2 separate regions of the Pan troglodytes genome follow, and region 1 is linked to region 2. A link is a contact called in public HiChIP or PLAC-seq data. All regions are on one chromosome and are shown on one strand. Each heading gives the region's core, a stretch centred on a gene start, on an enhancer-like site or on the middle of the called end of the contact. The rest is flanking DNA. Distances are from core to core; before and after follow the strand shown. Region 1 holds the start of TMEM198 (transmembrane protein 198). Region 2 holds the start of DNPEP (aspartyl aminopeptidase).

The links. HiChIP or PLAC-seq counts read pairs in DNA pulled down with a chosen protein or histone mark.
Region 1: a contact with region 2 is called in an H3K4me3 HiChIP or PLAC-seq map of stem cell-derived excitatory neurons, with 5 times the contacts expected there. The contact joins the promoter of TMEM198 here to the promoter of DNPEP in region 2. A contact is called at or near these places in 4 of 7 Hi-C or Micro-C datasets (blood, induced pluripotent stem cells and stem cell-derived neural progenitor cells), 1 of 1 datasets of contacts at active chromatin or transcription factors (stem cell-derived excitatory neurons) and 1 of 1 other capture datasets (stem cell-derived neural stem cells).

The regions. Positions count from the first base shown.
Region 1 is chr13:121,803,959-121,809,167 of NHGRI_mPanTro3-v2.0_pri, reverse strand. It overlaps TMEM198 (transmembrane protein 198), which reads right to left and starts at 3,630. Exons shown (of 5, transcript XM_009444387.4): 1 at 3,149-3,630; 2 at 2,632-2,801; 3 at 1-3. The coding sequence starts at 2,797. CHPF (chondroitin polymerizing factor) reads left to right here and starts at 3,550. Exons shown (of 4, transcript XM_003309469.6): 1 at 3,550-4,299. The coding sequence starts at 3,986.
Region 2 is chr13:121,659,658-121,665,285 of NHGRI_mPanTro3-v2.0_pri, reverse strand. DNPEP (aspartyl aminopeptidase) reads left to right here and starts at 3,899. Exons shown (of 15, transcript XM_016950565.3): 1 at 3,899-4,103. The coding sequence starts at 3,921.

The DNA of each region.
Region 1 (5,209 bases), core at 2,381-4,880, 140 kb before region 2:
AACCTGGAGGGGAACAGGGGCTAGTGAGGGGCCAAGATGAGGGCACCAGGCTGGAGGGAGCAGGTCCAAGGGGTCAAGGACATGGGATCCCAGGGGAACCAGAGACAAAGACACTAAGATCAGAGAATTAAGGGTCACTGGAGTCATGAGGGCATCAGTGATGGGGCCATTGAGGTCAGGGGAGGTTAGAGAGATATGGCTGTTGGTGGTCAATGGGAAGGCAAACATAACCATTGAGATCATGAGGGTTGATGTATTTGAGGATCACAGGAGTTAGGATAAATCTTTTGAGTCAAGAGTGAATTCGTGCATTGGTGTCTTTGGGATCATAGGAGTCAGAGAGATAAGTCACTGGGGTCCCGAGGGGATCAGCAAAAGAGTCATTGGGGTCTTTGAGAAGGGATTGCTCACAGAGATGAGGTATTTGGAAATCATAATAAACTCGAGGGCCGGGCGTGGTGGCAGCACTATGGGAGGCCAAGGCGGGTGAATCATGAGGTCAGGAGTTTGAGACCAGCCTGACCAACGTGGTGAAACCCCGTCTCTACTAAAAATACAAAAAATTAGCCGGGCATGGTGGCACGCACCTGTAATCCCAGCTACTCAGGAGGCTGAGGCAGAAGAATCGCTTGAACCCAGGAGGCAGAGGTTGCAGTGCACCAAGATCGCACCATTGCATTCCAGCCTGGGTGACAGAGCGAGACTCTTGTCTCAAAAAAAAAAAAAAAAAAAGAAAGAAAGAAACTTGAGAGGTGAGGGTCACACAGGTTCAGAAAGATGAGTCTTTGGGGGTCACAGGGCTTCAGAGATATGGCACCACTGAAAGGTTACAAAGAGGACAGAGTAACAGCATTACTGGGGAGTTGTCCCAGAAAATGAGGTATTTGTAGGTTAGGGAGATTGACAGAAATAGAATCATCGAGAGTATAAAACGATTTCCAAGAGAGAGGAACACTGAGACCAAAACAAGGAATTACTGGGATCCCAGGATGGGGAGGGGTGATCAGATAATGAGGTTATGGGAATTAGAGAGGAGTAACCAGGGATCAAAACTAGGAGTAATAGAGGGGGTCAGAGGGATGGAAGGTAATGACATAACTGGAGGTGAGGGGAGGTGGAGGTCACTAAGGCTTACATGAGGTCACACAGAATCAAAGAGAAGGAAACAGTGTTTGTGGAGTTTCAGAAATAAGGAGGTTATAGGGCCATTAGGCCCATTAGAGATACTTGAAAGGGTGAGGGAAGTGGAGATTCTGAATAGTTGGAAAGATGGAAATCAGAGATGGGGGTCAAGGAGTCAGGGAGAGCCAAAAAGAAAGATAACAGAGGAGAGTCACTTCCAGGAGTGGGGGGAAGTATGAGAGTCCAGGAGGCTCGTGATCAGAGAGAGGAGTAGGGCGTGGACAAGGGCTCAGAGTCCATGAGCCTGGGCGTAGTGACATCCAAGAGGGGTAGGATGTCAGGAAGCCCAGGAGAGGGAATATGAGGCTGCATTGAGCAACATGCAGAGGGAGTGGGTACAGATATGGAGGGGGTGAGGTGATACAGAATCCTTGGAGGCCCAGAACGTGTCCTGAACCCTTGCGGGGGGCACTTCCTCCTGCCTACTCTTCAGTTGTTCAGCCCAGAGTTTGGGGGAGGAATGGGAGGGACCATATGGCTCCCAACCCTGTCTACCCACCCATTGCAGGGGGAGGCTGCAGAACACAAGTCTTGCACTACCTCTGCCCAACCTGGAACCCCAGCCCCCAAGACTCATTTGCCCCCACTGGTCCCACTCACCTACAATTCTCCTGGAGGCTTTCTGTGGGCCCTCAGCCCATAGAGCTGACTCTCCTCTCTGAAGTTCTGTAACTCTTGCTGCAAAGCCACTGGTCACTTACTCCCATTATACTGGGCCACTAGCCCATCTGGCACCTTTATGCATATTAGAAAAAGGTGTGCCTTTCTCTAGGCAAAGCAGCTTTGTGCCAAGGCCCAGAGTTTGTCAGGTAGAGCATGAGCTGGACTTTAGCCCCCACTTGCCCACTCAGCTGAGCTCCCTTATTTAGTACCCGTCCTGTGTAAGTATTCACAGCAGCTCTGATTACCGGAGCCTGCCTTGTAGGCTGGATGGATGTGTGTGACCACCATCCAGCCCACTCTAATATGTATCCCGGGTGTAAATGCTCCAGGGAGTCTCCTCCCTGTCAGACAGTATGCCCTGTGGTAAGGGACCATGTGTAATAACCCTGCTAAGTGTTTTCAGTGGCTACCTAGCACAGTTACCCAAACACATCCTCACCACAATAGCTACAATTTATTGAATGCTTACTAATTCTCACAACACTACATGAGACAAATATTGTGATCATTGTTCAGATGAGAAAACTGAGGCTCAGACAGATTAATGTGCCCAAGACATCACAATTAGTAACTGCAAAGCTAAGTAAATTCACACTCAGGTGTGCCTAATCCAAAAACCTGTTTTTCCTATAATCTAGAGTCTAGACAATCTATAAATGTGTGGGATGAAAGAAAAGGAAGAATTATTCATGATGGTAGAGGGATTCAGAGAAGACTTGGGGGCCCAGAAAAAGAACTCGGGGAAACACTGGGGAGCCCAGGTGAGGGATGAGATGGGGATCTCACCGAAGAAGCAGTAGACGACTCCAAACAAACAGCACATGATGCAGACGAGGGCCGGCAGTGCCTGGTACCTGCGCTCCAGGGGCTGTTCACAAGGTGCACCCCAGAAGGCATCATCTGGCTCAGGGGGCAGCAGCTGGAACCGCAGTGTTGCCACAGTCCCCGGCATAGTGCTGGGAATAGAAGGGAGTCACCCTCCCAAGTTAACCTGACAGAGGGAAAGTTGGGGTCACGGAGGAGTCCTGGGTCCCCACCAGGATGGGGGTGGGAGAGGGATTGGGAGAACTCAGCAAGGACAGTGGACAAAGGAGTGGTATCCACATTTGTGCAGCTCTGGAAGCATCTCTGGAGTGGGGAGCAAAGACAAAGGGAAACAAAAGTGCCTGGCTAGTGGAGGCTGGGATGAAGTTAAAAGAGGGACGGGAGTCAGGGGGGATGAAGGGAGAGTGCTGCCAGTGAGAAGGAGGCAGCCAAGAGATTCATCTGTGGGCGGCTCAATATGGGATTGTCCAAGATTTACCTGGGCTGGAGGCGACCTGAGCTTCTGAGTGAAAGAGGCTGTGCAGAGGCCCGAGGGGCCGGGGTTGCGGGGCGCCAGAGGCTCCAACTGACTGGGGTCCAGGGAAAGTCCGTCGTGCGAGGAAGGGGGCTGCTGGGCCGGAGAGAATGGTGTCGGCGCGGTGGTGGCGCCGCTCCACGTCCAACACCGGCTGGCACTCCAGTCCCGCGACGTCCAGGAACTCGGGCTGGGCCTGAGGAAGGGGAAGGCGCAGGAGCCGGGGCTCGGGCCGCCCCAGAACCGCGGCCCCATGCCCTGAGCCCGCCCGCGGCCTTTGGTGCTGATGGACAGCTCCGGCCTCTGCTCCTGACGTCACTCGGCGCACCATCCAGGCAGGGGCGGGCTGCTTCTGACGTCACCTGGGACGCACCAACCACGCCGCGGGAGGCAGGGGACTCCGCCCCCGGCGTCTCCCTCTCCCGCACTGAGGAGGGGGCACTTCCGGGGGTCCTTCCCCTTTAACCTCCCACTTCTCCTCCCTCTCCGGTAGCGAGAGCCCGAGACCCCACCCCGGGGGCGGGGCCCTTGCAGTGACACGTCGGACAGCTGCGGCCGCGGCTGAGGCTCCAGTGCCGAGCGCAAGAACCCTGCGCAGCCCAGAGCAGCTGCTGGAGGGGAATCGAGGCGCGGCTCCGGGGATTCGGCTCGGGCCGCTGGCTCTGCTCTGCGGGGAGGGAGCGGGCCCGCCCGCGGGGCCCGAGCCCTCCGGATCCGCCCCCTCCCCGGTCCCGCCCCCTCGGAGCCTCCTCTGGCTGCTCTGGGGCTTCGCCGGGGCCCGGGACCCGCGGTCCGGGCGCCATGCGGGCATCGCTGCTGCTGTCGGTGCTGCGGCCCGCAGGGCCCGTGGCCGTGGGCATCTCCCTGGGCTTCACCTTGAGCCTGCTCAGCGTCACCTGGGTGGAGGAGCCGTGTGGCCCAGGCCCGCCCCAAACTGGAGACTCTGAGCTGCCGCCGCGCGGCAACACCAACGCGGCGCGCCGGCCCAACTCGGTGCAGCCCGGAGCGGAGCGCGAGAAGCCCGGGGCCGGCGAAGGCGCCGGGGAGAATTGGGAGCCGCGCGTCTTGCCCTACCACCCCGCACAGCCCGGCCAGGCCGCCAAAAAGGCCGTCAGGTAGTGATCGGCTGCGCCCGCTCTACCCCCTGGGCAGCGGCCGGGAAGCGCGCGGGGAAGTCGCCCGGGCCCGGGTCGGGCTCCGGAAGGAAGGGGCTGGCGAGCCAGGAAGTCTTTGGGCCCCGATAACTTCCGATGGCCCTGCCTTCCCGAGAGCCGTGGGGCCAGTCCGAGACTTTCTCTGGGCCCTATCCCGGCCTGGGCTGAACTTACTAATCTCTGTCCTAAACTGGCTCGACCCGATGGCACCCCAGAGATCCTACTAGCTCCCTGGCTGGGCTGCTGGTGTTAGAGAAATGATTTGTATATAGGGTGAGTGTATAGAGACAGGGAAAGAGAAAGGAGAGAACTAGGATTTACCTGGATCTCTTGTTCCTGAGTGGGTTACAAGGGCCACCTCAGGGTGAGATGGGGGAGGGAGGAATGTACCTATCTCATTAATGTCTCTGCTGATGAGTTGAAATAACTTCTAAGTAACATTGGGTTCAAATGCTGGTTCTGCAATTTACCTTCTGCCTTACCAAAAGGTAAGTTCCTAGAGCCCCTGAGTGCAGTTTGCCCCTCCCCGCAAAAACACTCAGTACACCCCTATGCCAAACGTTTCTTTATATCATTTATGTGAGGCATTTGTGGCATAATGGCATATTTATATAGAAATGAGTAGATACATGGTGTGTCCAGCGTTTGGCTGGGTGCTTTAAACAGATATAATCAGTCCCATTTTACAGATGGCTCAGGTTAAATAACATGCTCAAGGACATAACTACTAAGTAGCGAACCCCGGAGTCAGACCCACAATATCTCTCTCCTATCTGGGTGGGTATTGCCATCTCCCAAATGCAAAGCACTACCTGTTTAAGACCATTTCGTTTAAATCCTCATGACCCCTGGGAGAGAGGGTTTATTTTTA
Region 2 (5,628 bases), core at 2,650-5,149:
GCCTCATTTCCCAAGTTCTTCTCAGAGCCCAGAGTGGTTTGGAGCCCAGACTGGAAACAGACTACCAGAGACCCTGATCCCAGCTCTTCCTCGCAGTGTGACCTTGGACAAATTGCCTTCCTCCTTGTGTCTCCATTTCCTCATCTGTAAATGAGGGTGATAATGCATTTCTCAGAGGGTGCCTATGAGGATTCATTGAGTTCCTTGATGTAAAGTGCTTTGAATAGTTCTGGGGAGATAGTAAGTGCTATTTAAATGTTAAATGAAAATTATCTTTCCCTGCCTTGTATTTCTATGACTTTATTTCCTCCAAGTTAAGACACCATGAATTGTGAGACACTTCATTTATTTAATAACATCATTTCAAGGGAAAAAAGAAACATTACCATGTAATGTACAAATTGTAAGTCATCTTCCAATTTCAGAATGTGTAAATTGTTTAGGAACAATAAGATTTGTGTGGTGTGTGCGTCTTCCTGCTTATAAGAGAGTCCTCATTTCAGCTTTGTGTGCACCTATTGCTTATGGTTGGTGCCCAAGGGCTTGAGTTCAAGTCCTTACTCCCAAATTTTATTTAGCTAAGCAATCTTGGGTACTTTGACTTCTTTAAGCCTTGATTTTTTTTTTCCTAAATAGCCTAAGTAACTCACAATAATTGTAGTTAATATTAAGCAAGTTCATACATACACGCACACATATATATAAGGTGTTTAGCGCCATATTGGATGTTCAACACAAAAGCGCTATCTTTATAGCGATGATTTTGAAACGTTTGTTGAATTGAATCACACATTTCCAAAGACCTGGGACGCCGAGACGATCTGGTATTTCATGGTCCAAGTGCCCTCCAGTGGCCATAAGGTGAAGCTGCAGGCTTCCGATGCACTTCGGGGGAGGCCTTCCTTAGCCAGCCCGGGAAGTAATTCAGTCACGCCCACCCATAGTCAGGCTTATCCAGTTCTCCTGGAATTCTTCACATTAGATTTCCTTTAACAAAGACCTTAAAGGGCTTCTAAAAAGTAGGATAAGAGACTAAAAGGCAGAGCTTTATCCCAGGAAGGCTGCAGCCTGGCCATACGCTCTCCCCAAAGCCTGTGGGCCCAGGGCCCCAGGCAGGCAGGCAGGATGGTGAAATGCCATGCTGAGCATCAGTTCTCCTCTGACCCAGACACTGTGGATCTGTATTGTGAGAGAACTCGCTTGTACACATCCAAAAATCCAGCAGAAAACAGCATTAGCCCATTCTAAGAATCTGCATCCGTGCTTTGACATATTTGTCATTTGTTTACCCATGCACTCCTTTCTTCCATTGTTCCTTCATCCATCAATATTTATTGAATACCAAGCTTGGCAGCCTCACGTCCTAGGTGCTGGGGGTTAAAAAGATCAATTTAACACAGACACAAACACAGCCACCAAGAGTTGTTCATAATGTCCCAGACACCACACGCAGAGTTAATCCTTGTATTCGAGTGTTTACAGCTTCTCTGTGTGGCTGAGGGGGAGGGCACAGGCAGAGAAATGAACATCAGATCCAGGCTGCCTGATTTCCCCCGACGAAACGTGTCCATAATGGGAGCTTTGTCTGGCTAGGTCAGGGAACTGACTTCCTCCTCCTGGGCCACACTGCTGCTCTGAAAAATCCTCCCTGATCTCAAACACTGACCAAACTCCCAGCTGCATCTATATCAGAATCCCTGATCTCTCCTTCCCCACCATTGCCCTTTACCCAGAGCCCAGAGCTGGCAGTCAGGGAGGAGAGATGTGTTTTTAACCCACCTTGCAATGGATGGCCTGGCCAAGGCTGTTACTTACCATGACTTAGCAGCCACATTCAGCTTAATGCCATCTCTGGCTCACTCCCCCTTGCCAAGGACTGAAATGAAGGAGCCTCACTCTAGAGCACTGCCAGGGGTGTGCAGGGGGTGGGTGGTGGGGGGGTGTCTGCAAGTGCCCAGGGTCTATCTTTCTGGAAGATGGCAGGAGGGAGAGGAAGACCTGGTGAGCATCTATTACTGATTGTCCTTGGGACCCTGGTGGCCTCCCGGAACTGCCGCCTCCCTCCTTCCCTTCATGATCAAACTTTTCAAATGTCTTCCCCACACCCATCTTCAGTTTCCCCTTGCAGGTTCCTCATTGTCCCATTTCCTCAGAATTCTTGCAGCTGCAGTCACACAGGCTATTGGTGCCCTGCTGGGTCCTCTACTCCTAGACCAGTGCTGTCTCACAGAAATACAATGGAAGCCATGTATGTCATTTTGAATGTTCTAGTAGCTGCAATTTTAAAATGTAATAAAAACAGGTCGGGCGCAGTGGCTCACGCCTGTAATCCCAGCACTTTGGGAGGCCGAGGCGGGTGGATCACTTGAGGTCAGGAGTTCGAGACCAGCCTGGCCAACATGGAGAAACCTCATCTCTACTAGAAATGCAAAAATTAGCCAAGCGTGGTGGCAGGCACCTATAATCCCAGCTACTCGGGAGGCTGAGGCAGGGGAATTGCTTGAACCCAGGAGGGGAAGATTGCAGTGAGCCAAGATGGTGCCACTGCACTCCAGCCTGGGTGACAGAGCGAGACTTTGTATCAAAAAAAAAAAAGTAATAAAAACAGGTGAAATTAATGTTACTAATATAGCAATGATAGTATATTTAACAATGTATCCAAAATACTATCATTTTAACCTGTAAGCAATATCTTAAAATGGAGATATTTCATACATTTTGTACATAATCCAGTGGCACATTGTTTTATAGGTATAGCATTTCTCAACGTGAGAGGTACTTGAAGGTGTAGCCACATGTCAAGGGCTCAATAGCCCTGCATAGCTGGTGGCTGCTGTACTAACCAGCACAGTTCTAGAGCCTTCATTCTCTACTTGGCATCCACGATTTTGCCGAGTCCAGTAATTATCCCATTCCCATGTGGCCTGTCTCCCTTGGGAGATTCGAAACCCCTCCTCCCCCAGGGGCAGAGTCCTCATTTTACTCATCACTCTGACTCCCAGGGCACCATCAAACTGTGCCCCATACCCAGGAGGCCCTCAAAGCATGTTTGTTGATGGGAGTGAGCGTTGGGGATTGATTTTTGTGGTTCAGTTATGGCTGTAAATGGTGTTTTATAGATTGCTTCTATAGAAGCACCCTGCTGCAATATTAGCAGAAACAAGCAGCAGTGGTTGTCAGCACAGGCAGAGGCCTCGGGGCAGATGGGGCTCCCTGAATCAGGCGGGGGAAATCCTGCTAGATGAGATACCATTGCTCTGGTTTAAGAGCCTGTCATTGCCACAGCGTGCTCCTCCAAGCAACCCCATCTCTGTTAGAGCTCAGAGATAGCCCCTGTCAGAGTGCATGACACAAAGGATGTGTCTCCAGCAACCCGCCACCAGGCTGGCAGCTTCTCAGGGCAGAAATGGGAGTTATTCAGGTGGACAAGAGCCTGGCCCACAACAGATGCACCAGGCATGCATTTCGAATGAATAAATGAATGGATGACCAGAGCCAGTGAAGCCTCTCATTCATGTCTTCATGCCCCAGAAAGTCTTTATCGAGCACTTACTACATCAGACACTGTGCTTGGTACTGGGACACAGCAGGGAACAAGGAAACAGGGAGGGCCGTGTCCTCCTGGAGCTCACATTCTGATGGGAGAGACAGATAATAAAAAAGTAAACACGGATAAGTGAAATAATTAGAGCATTGGCTGGCAGGAAGCAAACAAAGGGGCCAAAATAGAGAATGAGGGAGGAGTTCTTCAGGGAAAGAAGAAAGTCTCTATTCTTAGCCTCCCAGAATACAAGACACCCCTCCCCCAGGTCAGGTGTCAACATTTAGACGTTGGCCACCATACGTCAGCCTGTGGCTTGGGGTGCCTGAGGATGTTACTGCTTCAAATTGCACTGGTGATGTCATAATGGGCTCTAGGGATGTCGGAGAGCCCTGCAAGTTGGGGCCCAAGGCAGGGGAAGGATCCGGCAAAAAAGGCACACGGTTCAGGCCTGTCCACTCAGACCCAGTCTCCAGCCTTGGGAGGAGGTGAGCAGGTCACCATGGCTCGGAGCCTCTCCATCATGTTCGTCCCCAACAGCTGGCTCAACGGCTACCACAAGGTAACCGGGGCCTGTCTAGTTCTGTGGCCAGCCAGTGCAGACACATGTTCCTAGGCACCAGCCTTCCATGAGCCACGCACTGGCTTAGGCATTATGGGGATAAAGAGATGAATGAGATAGGGTCCCCTGCTCTCAGTCTGCTAACAAACCAGACCTCGAGCAAGTGGCTTAACAGAATAATACTCATCATCATCTTGGCTAACTTTGGAGGATTTAATCTTTCCAAACAACCCTGTCTGGTGCCCTATTCTCTCCACGTTGCCCAACAACTGAGTTCAAGGGCAGCCCACCCATCAGCACAAGTGTTTTTTGATAATTTAGATTAGTGTTTCTCAGGGTGATCTAAAGATGGCAAAATTACTTGCAGCACCTGTTAAAAGTGGAGATCCCTGGGCCTCAGCCCAAATCTTCCAAATCAGGAGTTTCAGGTATGGGGCTCATGAATCTGCATTTTAAATAGCACTCCGGGGGATTCGCACCCTAAACACTGCCTTAGAGTTTAAACACCTGCCAGTTTCCAAGCCCCATGCCTGGTGGACCAGGGTGGGTCGGTTTCTGTTTGAGATAGGTGTTGGCCTTTGATATTTTTATTACTGATGAAAAGCCATGATTCATAAGCTGCTGGTGGCCAGCTGTCAGCTTGGAAAGGAGTCAGAGGCCACTGAGAACAGAATTGCCTATCTTTTCAACCCATCTATAAAATGCCTACCTGAGCAGACACTGTTTAAAGGCCATTAAAATAGCAGACACAGAATCACCCAGTCCCTGGAACTTTATAGACATATTTACTCAAACTCAAGTGCTTGCAAAGAGTAAATAAACGGGAAGCAAAATGAGTAAGCTTCCCTAGAAATACGAACTGAAAGTAAACAGCCCTGTTCACTAAAATAAACAAGACAAATCCAGCGAGGATTAAATGACCTCTAGTCAGGTTGAGAGCCAGAAATGCCCCATCTTGGCTCCCAGAGGAAGGCGAGGGCCTGTGCCTGCCACCTGGAGGGGGTGCATCAGAAGCTGCATTCCTTGGGGGCTCAGAGCCGGGCCTGCAAGGGCAGACATTACCCTTGGGTGGTAGGAGTGCACCCCAGACTCCCCTGGCATCCTGCCACAGGGCCTGAAAACCCTCATGTTTAAAGATTAAGAAGTGTGTCCTAAAAGTCTTCTGAAAAAGTCCAGGTTTTCTAGAGACAAATTACCCTAGTTACTTTTTTTTTTTTTTGAGATGGAGTCTTGCTCTGTCGCCCAGGCTGGAGTGCAGTGGTACAATCTCGGCTCACTGCAACCTCCATCTCCTGGGTTCAAGCGATTCTCCTGCCTCATCCTCCCAAGTAGCTAGGATTACAGGCATGTACCACCACACCCAGCTCATTTTTGTATTTTTAGTAGAGACAGGGTTTCACCATGTTGGCCAGACTGACCTTGAACCCCTGACCTCAGGTGATCCACCCGCCTTGGCCTCCCAGAGTGCTGGGATTACAGGCGTGAGCCAACGCGCCCGGCCCCAAGTTACTATTATTTGCCATTT